Linked DNA regions of Mus musculus: region 1 is linked to region 2. The links are chromatin contacts, called in public HiCAR-type maps. All regions are on one chromosome and are shown on one strand. The core of a region is the stretch at or near the end of the contact, and the rest is flanking DNA. Distances in the headings are between cores, read along the strand shown.

Region 1 (5,457 bases), core at 1,285-3,784, 180 kb after region 2:
ATTGATTAGCTACAAGTCTTTGAGGATTGTGATGGTTTGTATATTTTTGGACCAGTGAGTGGCACCATCTGCAGGTGTGGCCTTGTTGGAATAGGTGTGACCTGGTTGGAATAGGTGTGTCACTGTGGATGTGGGCATAAGATCCTCACCCTAGTTGCCTGGAAGTCAGTCTTCCACTAGCAGCCTTTAGATGAAGACGTAGAACTCTCTGCTCTGCCTGTGCCAAGCCTGCCTGGATACTGCCATGCTCCCACCTTGATGATAATGGACTGAACCTCTGAACCTGTAAGCAAGCCCCAATTAAATGTTGTTTTTTATAAGACTTGCCTTGGTCATGGTGTCTGTTCACAGCAGTAAAACCCTAACTAAAACAAGGATTAACACCATTATGTGGTACATGAAGAAATTGAGAACAAGTCTTTACAATTTGACATGCATATTTTCTAGAAATACCAAATTGTTGTCTCAAACTATTACTATTTTGATGATGTAAAGAATGAGATTGTTTGGCTAATGGTTCCTGTAAGACATATAATCTGCCCGGTGTACAAATCTGCTGTGGCATTGCCAGGGGCCCAGACAGTCCAGTATGAGCTTACACATGTCCTACAAAGTAAGGAACAGTACATATTTCTTAAAGTAAGCTGTATTTGTATAAATAACTGTAAAATTTGAGAATTAGTAGTATCTAAAAAATGAACAATTTCAAGCAGTTATAAACTATGAGCTATATATCTGCTATCAGTATCAAGTAAAAGTTTGATTTTTCAACATTTCAAAAACAGTGACTATAGCATGTAATTCAGTTATTTGTGAAGTGGAGGGTGGGGATACTTGAGAAAATAAACAGTGATATAATAACATAAGTTCCTCTCCCATTAGATGAGCTGTTAATAAATATAGTAAATACATTCTTTATCAGCTGCATGGGTAAATTTACAGGAAATTCAAAAGTATGTATAGAGGCAAATTCTAACAACTTGTCTTTTGGATAATGGTTATCAAATTTGCCTAAAAAGTTTGCCATGCAATAGGCCAAATATAAGTATTCTGCAATATCAAATTTAATTGCTGTTTGGAATAAGGAATCCTTCCTCAGGTCTTTTCACAAAATATTTTCTTGATTCTGTCATACAATTCTGTATTAACACAGCAACAGCTTCATAATAGGGTGTTTAAACTTTACCTGGAGATGAAGAAAGATGAATCCACATAGCCAAAAAGCTGCTGTGAAATAGCCAACAATTGATCATAGTCTATATAATATATCTGTTGTTGGCTAATAGCTTCCTCTGCTTTCGGCAAAACTATTCATCCCTCAACCGTTGATTGTCCAAGGGAGTTAGGATTTGCATGCCTCTTGAGAATATAAAACAGAGGTTTAAGTTTTCCTGTGGTAAGCTTAACATCTCCTAAAAAATTTTTGAAAATAATTTGAAGTAAATTATCTTTTCTTTCCTAAAATTTCTGTGCCATACTTTTGTTTAGAATATGACTGAAGCCCCAAATATTGAAAAAGATATTGCCTTTGAATCTTTTCTGGAGCAACAACTACTCCAAATTTTTAAAACTTGTTGTATAAGAGCAAAGGCTTATAGTAAAACTCCTTCAGAGGGATCAGCTAATAAAATATCCATATATGAATATACACTGAAGGATTCAAAGTCCTAACCTCTTGTACTGAAGCAGAAACAAATTTTTGATGTAATGTAGCACCATTAGCCATTCTTTGAGGCAAAGCCTTTTAATGATGGGCTATTCAAAATTACAAGCAGACACACTAAATGTAAACCTATTATACCTATTTTTTGGAATGGCAGCTGGAGTAGGTAATCCAGGTTGTAGTGCCCCAATTAGTTTCATTAACCTTTCATACATCTTAAGTTTTAACTTTGTTTTGGATTAATGGAATAACCAATCCCTTGGAGGTGAGTGAATACATCAGGTCCAGAGTCTATTAATCCTTCAAATCTTTTTTCTTCAATCAGTAATTTAAGGTTAGGTCTCTTATTAGTAATAATATATTGAACCCAGTACACATCAGAGGAACCAAAACCTCCTTGTTCTCTCTTACTTTTGACAAATTTGGAGGGTAGTGGATACAAGGGAATGAAAATAAGTTGAGCAATTCTTTTATTAGCAGGCACAACTATAATGCCATGGGGGAAAGCAGCCATAATTCTAATTTCTCCTGCATAATTATTATCTATTACTCCTTGATAGATTGGTAATCTTTTATCAGCTCATGCCCCTTGCAAATCTCTATAACATAAAAGTAAGTCCTGAGGATTTTTTCCTGCTTTCTTTTTTTTTAACATGACGCCAGCCAGTGCTGAAGCTAAAGCAGGTTTTTTTTTTTTTTCAGTCTGCTATTATACTACTTTAAGTACATGCAAAATGATAAGATCAATTCTACGTCAAGGATCAACCAAGGCAATAAACAAAATCTGGTAAACACCTTTAGGGGCTAGTCAGGATGACAAAAGAACAGCCACACAAGCCTCCATTGAGCTAGCTCTGAACTTTGCATTAACTCAAATGTAAATGTACTTAATTTGGGCCTATTTCCTGAGGCCTAGCCCAATGATTACCCTTCCTGCACTGAGGACAAATTCCAGGGGAGTGATTCTGCTGCCTGTCTATGCCTCTATTTTTTGGACAGTCTTTCCTAAAATGACCTATGCCCCCAAGCTTAAAACATTCCTTATCATCTCGGTGCTGTGAAAAGCATTGCTTGTACTGTAGTCCCCTGCCAGGCGACAGTCATAGCCAGACCCTGATTGTATGAGGATCCAATTTCTGCACAAAGACAAATATATCAAGATAAGTCTGTCTTGGCTTTTGTATGGTTGGATGGCAGCACATCAGGCTGCATTAGCATTCTCATAAGCCAATTGTGTAACAAAAGGAATTCCTGCCTGAGGGTCTCCAAAAATTCTACCAGCTACTTTTATCAGTTCATTGGGACACAGTTAGATAAACTCCTCCCACTGAGATGACCTTCCCAATCTTGGGGGACTTATTTGCTTCTACCACTACATCCAATAAAGCTTATGTAAAAGGGGCAGCAGGCCAATACTGTGCTACAGCTGTTTTTAACTTTTATTACTCTTGTAATCATCTCCATTTGCTTGATTTTTTCTTAATTACAAATATGAGTGAGTTAAAAATCTTGAGCCTGTAAGCAAACTGTAAACTGCAGCCAATGGAACACTGGCAGTTTAACTATAATTTTAAAGTTTCCCTTGCAACATCAGAGCACAACCATAACTTTGGAAAGCAAAACTCAACCTCCAACAAACAATCCAGTCTCTCCACAAACACCAAGTGCATCGCCCCCACACTACAAAGGTTTTGGCTGCCAGTTCCTACACACAAATGCATGACAGTGCAGCCTCCAATACCTCAAAGAGACACTGCCCTAAATCCTAGTCTGATTTCTAGGATAAGAGTTATATCAAATATTATCCCAATTTAGTAGTATCTTTAGAGACCTGTTTTCCTGGGTTGGCTAATGCCACCTTTTGTTGTTTAGAATGATTCCAACCCTGAGTGACCAGCTTTAAGCTAACTTTCTGTTACCAATGTTACAAACTTTTAGTCATACCAAATAACTTATAAGCCAACACTCTATAACCAAGACATGCAGAACATATTTATACTTTTAAAATAAGTCAGAGACAAAAATGAAGTGACTATACACATCTTATATATTTACACTGGACAAAATTCTTACTTTTCTAGCTATAATTTCAAGAGAAGAGCACTTTGTTACCTTCTGAACCCAATAATCACAGCCAGAAATTTTTATAGGAGAAACAACCATCAACTCCCTTACCATAGAACTTGAGAAGTTGCTGGCCCCTTTAAGAGAAGCTTTTACAGATAATCAGCTCCAGGTAGGGCTTCTTCAGCTATACTAGATTCCTAACTACAAGTGCAGGGCTCCAAAGGCCAATTGGGACTGCCTTTTAAACAAGTTACACCAAATCAAAGGGTGGACAGCCAGCAGATAAAGTTTTAACCATTTTTTCTTTTGAACATGAAACACAGAACAACTATCATTCAAACAAAGAAACAAAAACAGACATAAATTGACAGACACGACAGATTGGTGCACCAAGGACAGATGACAGAGAGGGAAGAGAATGTAATATCCCAAAGGGACCCAGATATTCTACCTAAGACACCCAGAGCTAGAACTAAGGATATCTCCAGTAGGAGCCAGAGAGTCTCTAGGAGAGCTCTGAAATAGCTTTTATCCATTTTCCTTCTCTTTTGCTAAAGCGTCCCAGACCTGGGACAACTGCTTTTCTGAAACCTAGAAACCTAGTCTCTCTCTCTCTCTCTCTCTCTCTCTCTCTCTCTCTCTCTCTCTCTCTCTCTCTTTCTCTCTCTCTCTTACTCAAGTCATTTGTTTATTTACCATTCCTACTTCTGGGAACCATGCACAGCATAAATCTACTTGAGCTAAGAATTTTTCTGACATCTGTTTTTTTAAACCCTGATCCCTTCACCTGATGCAACTCTTGGTTGTGGACAAATGCCTGTTTAGAATTCATTGTGCAGTTACCCCTAGGTAATGTTGGTGTTGGGTCAACACCTCTTCAACCTGTCCTGTAACCCCTTATTGTACCTCCTGCAACAATAGCCTCCAAAAAATAAAATTTATAGCTAGCACCTGTAGCCATCCAGCAGCCATGGACAAACTGGATTGACCTTCCACGGGGTGGTGGAAATGAACTTGGGTGGGTGGGGAAGTGGCAAGAGAAGAACGAAGCCAAGACAAGATTCTGATCAAGGTTCCAAGTTTAATATTCAACACTGTGTTTATATAGGGAGAGCCCACAGACCCATCCTTTGTTTCAGCTGGATTCTGTTGCAAAGCAAGCTCAGCAGGCAGTCTATTCTTCTAAGTTCCAGTAGGAAGTTGCATGTGCAACCAAGGCAGATGACTCCACCTAGGTGGTTAAGCCCATTGTGGCAAGCACTCAAGGTCTGCTCTGCCTGCTCAAGGTTGGGGAAGGGCACACTAATTTGTTCCAATTCCCAAGAGAATGGAAACTAAATGAGGGGAAGTTGGTACTGGGAATGGGATGAGGGATGCTTAGACCTAATGAAATGATTTTAAAGTAACCTGACATACCAGTTTGAGCTAAGATAACCTCCAGTAGAAGAAACTAATAAAAAGAAACTAATAGAGCTGTGTATGTGTTCATGTGTGTGTTCGTGTGTGTGTGTGTGTGCGCGCGCACGCGTGTGAGTTATATGTATGTACTGTTCTACATGTAAATTTATACATGTGTATGCTAGGGGCTAGAGACCTATGTTGAATGTCTTTTCTAAGTAGTTCTTCATACTAATTAATTTTTTCCTTTATTTTTATTTTATGTTTATGTGTGTTTTGCCTGAAGGTGTTCATTACATGTGTGCAGTGCCTGCAGAAGTCAGAAGAGG
Region 2 (5,097 bases), core at 1,446-3,945:
TTTTTCTGGTGGGTGATGGGCTAGAAGGGAGGTTGAAGTGTTGAGTTGAAGAACCCTAATTAAAGTAGGTTTTGAAAAATATATGTCTACAGGCATTTATGCCATTTGTGAGGACTATTGTTATGATGTAGTCACCCTCTTTAGATAATACAACCTCATATCATCACCTTGGGGACCATGTTTTCAGTATCTGTACATGGGAACACACATATGGGTCACACTACTCTCCACTCTACTGGTTTACTCTATTCATCTATCCAAATATCTATCTATCTACCTACTTACCTATGTATCTATCTACATATTGTTGGAGTTTGTCAAAAGACCCTCACTCACAAAGGCCACAGACTCCGCCATCGCTGCAAACCATAAGAGACTTTTTATTATTCCAACATGTTGTGGACCCTCTTCTCAGCATGCAGGCAAGAGGAGAGACCCAGAATAAACAAAGAACACACTTTTTATACCTTGTAAGGGGCAGATTTAGGCAACAGGGTAGCTGGCTTATTCTAATTGGTGTAGCAAGTAACCTTTTCAGGCATTGGTTGGTTTGTATAGGGTGAGTAAGTAACCCTTTGGCCTAGTCTCTCACTCTGACTGCCCTTGTAGATTTTCAGCAAAGCAACAGTATGTTTTGAACTTATGGGTCAGCTATTAATGTCACTGCTATTAAGTCACAGCTATTAATGTCAGGGGAATTCTAGTGACAAGGTCAGGGCAGTTTGTGGTCTTTCTCAGAATTCAGTGTGGGGCGGTGTAGGGGAATTTTTCTGGGAACTGCTATCTTGTTATGGTTATTTTTCTGAGAACAGCTCATTTTGTTTTGGCAGCTGTAGACTTAGTCATACAGCTATATTTTGAAAGTCCCTTCAGAGGGGAAGGGTCTGGGTGGTCTTGAACTTATTTTGGATTCTACAGTATCTATGTATTTATCTATGTATCTATCTATCCATCTATGTATTTTCTATGGAAATCAATACATGTTTACTGAACAGCTATTATTAACCAGTGGTTGCCCTAGTCACTTGGGTAACATTAGTGAACAAAACAACCATTAGGCTGGAGAGGTGGCTCAGCTGGCAAAGGGCTTGCCTTGCCAAGGATAAGAGTTCAACTCTTAGAACTCCTGTTTAAAAAGAAGCTAATTTTGGTACTGAACACATGTAACTGCAGAGCCAGGGACTTGTTGGACAGCCAGCTTAGCCTACTTGATGAGTTCTAGGCCAGTGAGAAACTTTGTCTCAAAAAAAATGAGGAGAACTATACCTGAGGAACAATAGCCAAGGTCTTTGCCTTCATAAAGCCTGCATTCATACAGAAATGATGGAGACTATGCAGTATGTAGAGAAATAACATCAGAGGTTAGGAGGTCATGTCACAGAGGACAAAGGGAAGGTCAGGTATTGTGATGAATGGGGCAAAGTTAGGCATGGATAGGGCAGTAGCCATTCCTCCCTAATGGGATGAACTATGTTAGGACATTTTCTTGAAATAATCCTTTTTATTTGCACAAATATTGATTGTTTGCTTCTTCTTTCTCTTAGCATATAAGGCTCATGAGGCAGAAACCGTGTGTGACTGTTGCTCATCTGTATCCAGTGCCCCCACCCACTCTAAGTGTTCAGTGACTGTCAGATGTTCCAGGACAGGAGGAGAAGTCTTTGTCTATATCTAATATAAAGTCCTTGCCATTGGTGCCTGATACTTCACCCCCCTGTGATACTTTCTATGGGATAGCATTCCTCCTTCCTTTCCCACAAAATAGCCAGAATACTGAATTTGCATCCAGTTCTAGCTGACCTGTTACATGATTGTGGCTAGGCAGAGCAAGTGTTATTGTGCCCATCTCCCAGATGAGGAACCAGAGGCTCAGAGAGGGTCAGAGTCACAAAGCATTGGTAACCTGGAGTTTCTGCCACCAATAGGAGGCCAACAGCATGTGTTTACCATGGAGGTTTCCCCTGTTTGGGACTCTCATGGGAGCTGGCTTCATTTGTCTCTGCTCAGTCCAGATCTTGAGGGGGATGGAATTGCATCACTGAGCTACTTCACAGATTTCTCTGTGCCAGTCCTGCGCAGGCGAATCCTTCTGACCCAACAGCTGCTCTTCAACAGAACTAATGAGTATGCAGGAAGCTTTGAATAATTGGCTTTGGCTTCTCAAAATCAATCGTTATCAGAACAAATCCTTGATTCTGTCTCTTTCATTACTTTGATTAACTTGTGCTTTGGGGCTCAGAAGAAAGATGAAACTTTTGACTTCCATTTGTCTTCAGGGCAAACAGTAATTCCTTCCCTTTCTACACAAATTCTGGGTTTACAAAGAACCTTCGATTGTGATTTCAGTATAGGTCGGTATAGTTTTGTTTTTAATAAAACGTGGGCCGGTGTATATAGGGTGCTTCTACACACTGGATTGTTATGGATGCATCAACTTTCAAGTGATAGAAAACTCAACTGCAGGGCTGGGATGTGGCTCAGTGGTGGAGTGCTTGCCTAGCATTCTTGAAGTCCTGGCTTCCATCTTCAGTACCACAAAGAAGAGGAAGAAGAGTAGTAGTAGTAAGAGAACAATGAGGAGAAAAATACATACAAAGAAAGGGAACTAACTAGTTCATTCAATTACAATGTCCAGAGCAAGCGCTAGCCTTAGGTTCAGTACAATCAGGTCTCTGGCTTTGTTGTGGATAGTCCTCGGATTGCTTGTATTTTGATGCTAATTTCACTTTCCTGGGAGGGATTGTGAATGAGGAATGAGTCATGTACTCAGGTGACTTCCTGTGAACCATCTCCTAATGAATAAAGGAGCCAATCAGTGGGTTTGTAGGCAGGACTTCTGGGTTGGGTAGGCAAAGAGAGGAAACAAGAGAGAGAGATAGGGTCCTTTTGGATGGGGATGGGGGAGGACAAGCTGTAGCTACTAGTGTCTCCCAGTTTCAATGGTGGATCTATCAGGATTTGCCACTGGAGGATTTAGATATAATAAGGCTTACAAGATTAGGATTTTAGTTGTTGCACCCAGCGATTGAGTTACCATTGTTTCTGAACTAAGTTTGTGTTGTGGTTTCCTTCATGTGGCAGCTCATCTGAGTTCAAGAGAAAAAGATATACTTGACAAAGTGTGGGTTTGCCTGATATACAACACAAAGACCATGGGGGATTTGAAGCATGGGGCTGGTGTGGTAATGACCAGCCAATGGGAACTTAGTGAGCTGGGTGGAGAGATTTTGGAGCTCCGAGTCAGAGAATCCCCATGAGATAAGAACTGGCCATCGAGACTGCTGGGGCTGAGAGTAGCTCAACAAGTTGAAGTTCTTTTTAGTACTTCCCTCAACATGGCTTTACTGCCCAGTTTTGCCATACAATTCATTCCCTTGATGGAGTATTTCATGACTGCAAGGTGGCTCAAGTAAATGATGCTTCCTTCATGCATTCTGGTTCATGTCCAGGGCACCAAGAGGACATCCCTTTCTGCTTGGCAATCATAAGTCTTGAGATTCACCTCTGCTGCCCCTCTGTACCTCCCACACCCACACTGTCACCAAAGACTGTGGTAGGAGTGTTAAAAGATGCTGACAGGTTTAAGCCAGTCAGAGCTGACTCCCGCTGCAGGGCTTGAAGACAATTTTCTCTAAAGCTGTTAGGGAAAAGAGAGTAGAAACAGAGGTCAAGGAATCAGCCAGCCTCTGCTACAGAGCCTTTATTGTAAGAAGACCCAAGGACTGGGATACTTATTGGAGAGAATCTGACTGTTTGGTAGAGGGGCATGGACCCAGGCATCTCTGTATCCAGAGCTCTTTCTAAACGTCAGACTCTCCTTGCCCTTTGTCAATGTTAAATTTGAGATCACTTTGCCACAGCTGGGCAGCTATCAGCAGAGTGACATACTAGGAGTGAGAGAAGGTCCCCTTCACATTTTGCTGATATGAAAAATTGCTCATAATTATTTTCTTTTGGGTTACAGTATTGCTCATTCATTCAAAAACACATATTCACTGAGCTGGGAACATTGGCTCTCCTGGCCCATCTGGAAACCTGTCTCCTAATCAAGAGTCTTTTTAGCTGCAAGTAATAGAGACCCACACAAGCTAGTTTAGGCAAGAACAGACGGGGGTTAGGATAAGGACCCAGAAGCCTCTATCTCATCTTCTGTTCTCCCATAAATTATAGCCTACCATATGACAGTGTATTTACTAGCAATGCCCCTGTCTATATTGGATACATTGATTGACATCTGAGGCCTCTGAAGCCTGCTTAGCAGCTCCCATCTGCCTTCCTGGGTGGTTGCTCCATTCACTGTCATTATACTTTGGTTTAGGGAACTTCAAATAAAATCTAACCCTATTTGCATGCATATCCAGTTAGCTCATTTTGGCTTAATTAGATGGTTTTATGCAGGATAGTGAGGGGACTGGAAGGTTTCTCAGGGAGGAAGGGGTACATGATGAATAGGGGTACCAGAGACTGGACGCAAGTCATTACAGGCTTAGATGGTTAATGGCAGTACCTCAGTAATGTGCCCATGTCTGGGTACAGAGCTCGCATCTTGTGGGGGCTCACTCCAGGCTTGTAGATTCTTTTCTTAGAGTTTCCTCTACTCCGCCCCATGTTAAGAGCTCCTGGCCACACAAATGTTAGTACAACATTGAGAGATGGTGGGTGATATCTTCTCTGGGGAAGTGGTAACAAACAGTCCCTTTCTCAGCATCTAAAATAATGCTTCCCAATTCATGGATCTCTCTTTTTCTCTCCTTTCTATAAAACTACTATTTAGGTTAATGGATAAGGCAATGTTCTCCTACGAGTGAGTTCTTTCTTTATTTCTCAATTTGTTCTCTTCTCCCTGTTCTCTTTTTGGCCATGGTGGTGGGGCTGGGGTGGGGCTAGGGCTGGGCTGAGGCAGGGCTGTCTGGGGAGTGGCCATGTGTGGCTGGGGTGGGGCCGGTGACTCTGATGCTCTGAGTCTGTACCTGGGGCCAGCTGATAGCTTGCTTGCCGTTTAGACTCAGCCCTTGAGTCTGTATATCAGTAATCATCCTTGGGCGCAGTCACATGCATTTTAAGGGTGAAGAAACAACTGTAGAAACTGCTCCTGTA

The links. HiCAR-type assays count read pairs that join an accessible place to other places.
Region 1: a contact with region 2 is called in a HiCAR-type map of embryonic stem cells, with 2.3 times the contacts expected there. The contact joins two enhancer-like sites. A contact is called at or near these places in 2 of 484 Hi-C or Micro-C datasets (both in embryonic stem cells), 7 of 115 datasets of contacts at active chromatin or transcription factors (the NIH/3T3 cell line and embryonic stem cells) and 1 of 9 other capture datasets (embryonic stem cells).

Annotation. Positions count from the first base shown.
Region 1 is chr16:9,262,412-9,267,868 of GRCm38.p6, forward strand. No RefSeq gene overlaps it. Among named protein-coding and RNA genes, the nearest start is that of Gm41418, 15 kb to the right of the region's middle. Within about 2 kb of position 2,535, at least 9 of the 459 cell types and tissues checked have an H3K27ac peak or open chromatin away from gene starts, as enhancers often do. A contact at or near this core is called in embryonic stem cells, where this site is marked.
Region 2 is chr16:9,081,191-9,086,287 of GRCm38.p6, forward strand. No RefSeq gene overlaps it. Among named protein-coding and RNA genes, the nearest start is that of Gm30567, 29 kb to the left of the region's middle. Within about 2 kb of position 2,696, at least 17 of the 459 cell types and tissues checked have an H3K27ac peak or open chromatin away from gene starts, as enhancers often do. A contact at or near this core is called in embryonic stem cells, where this site is marked.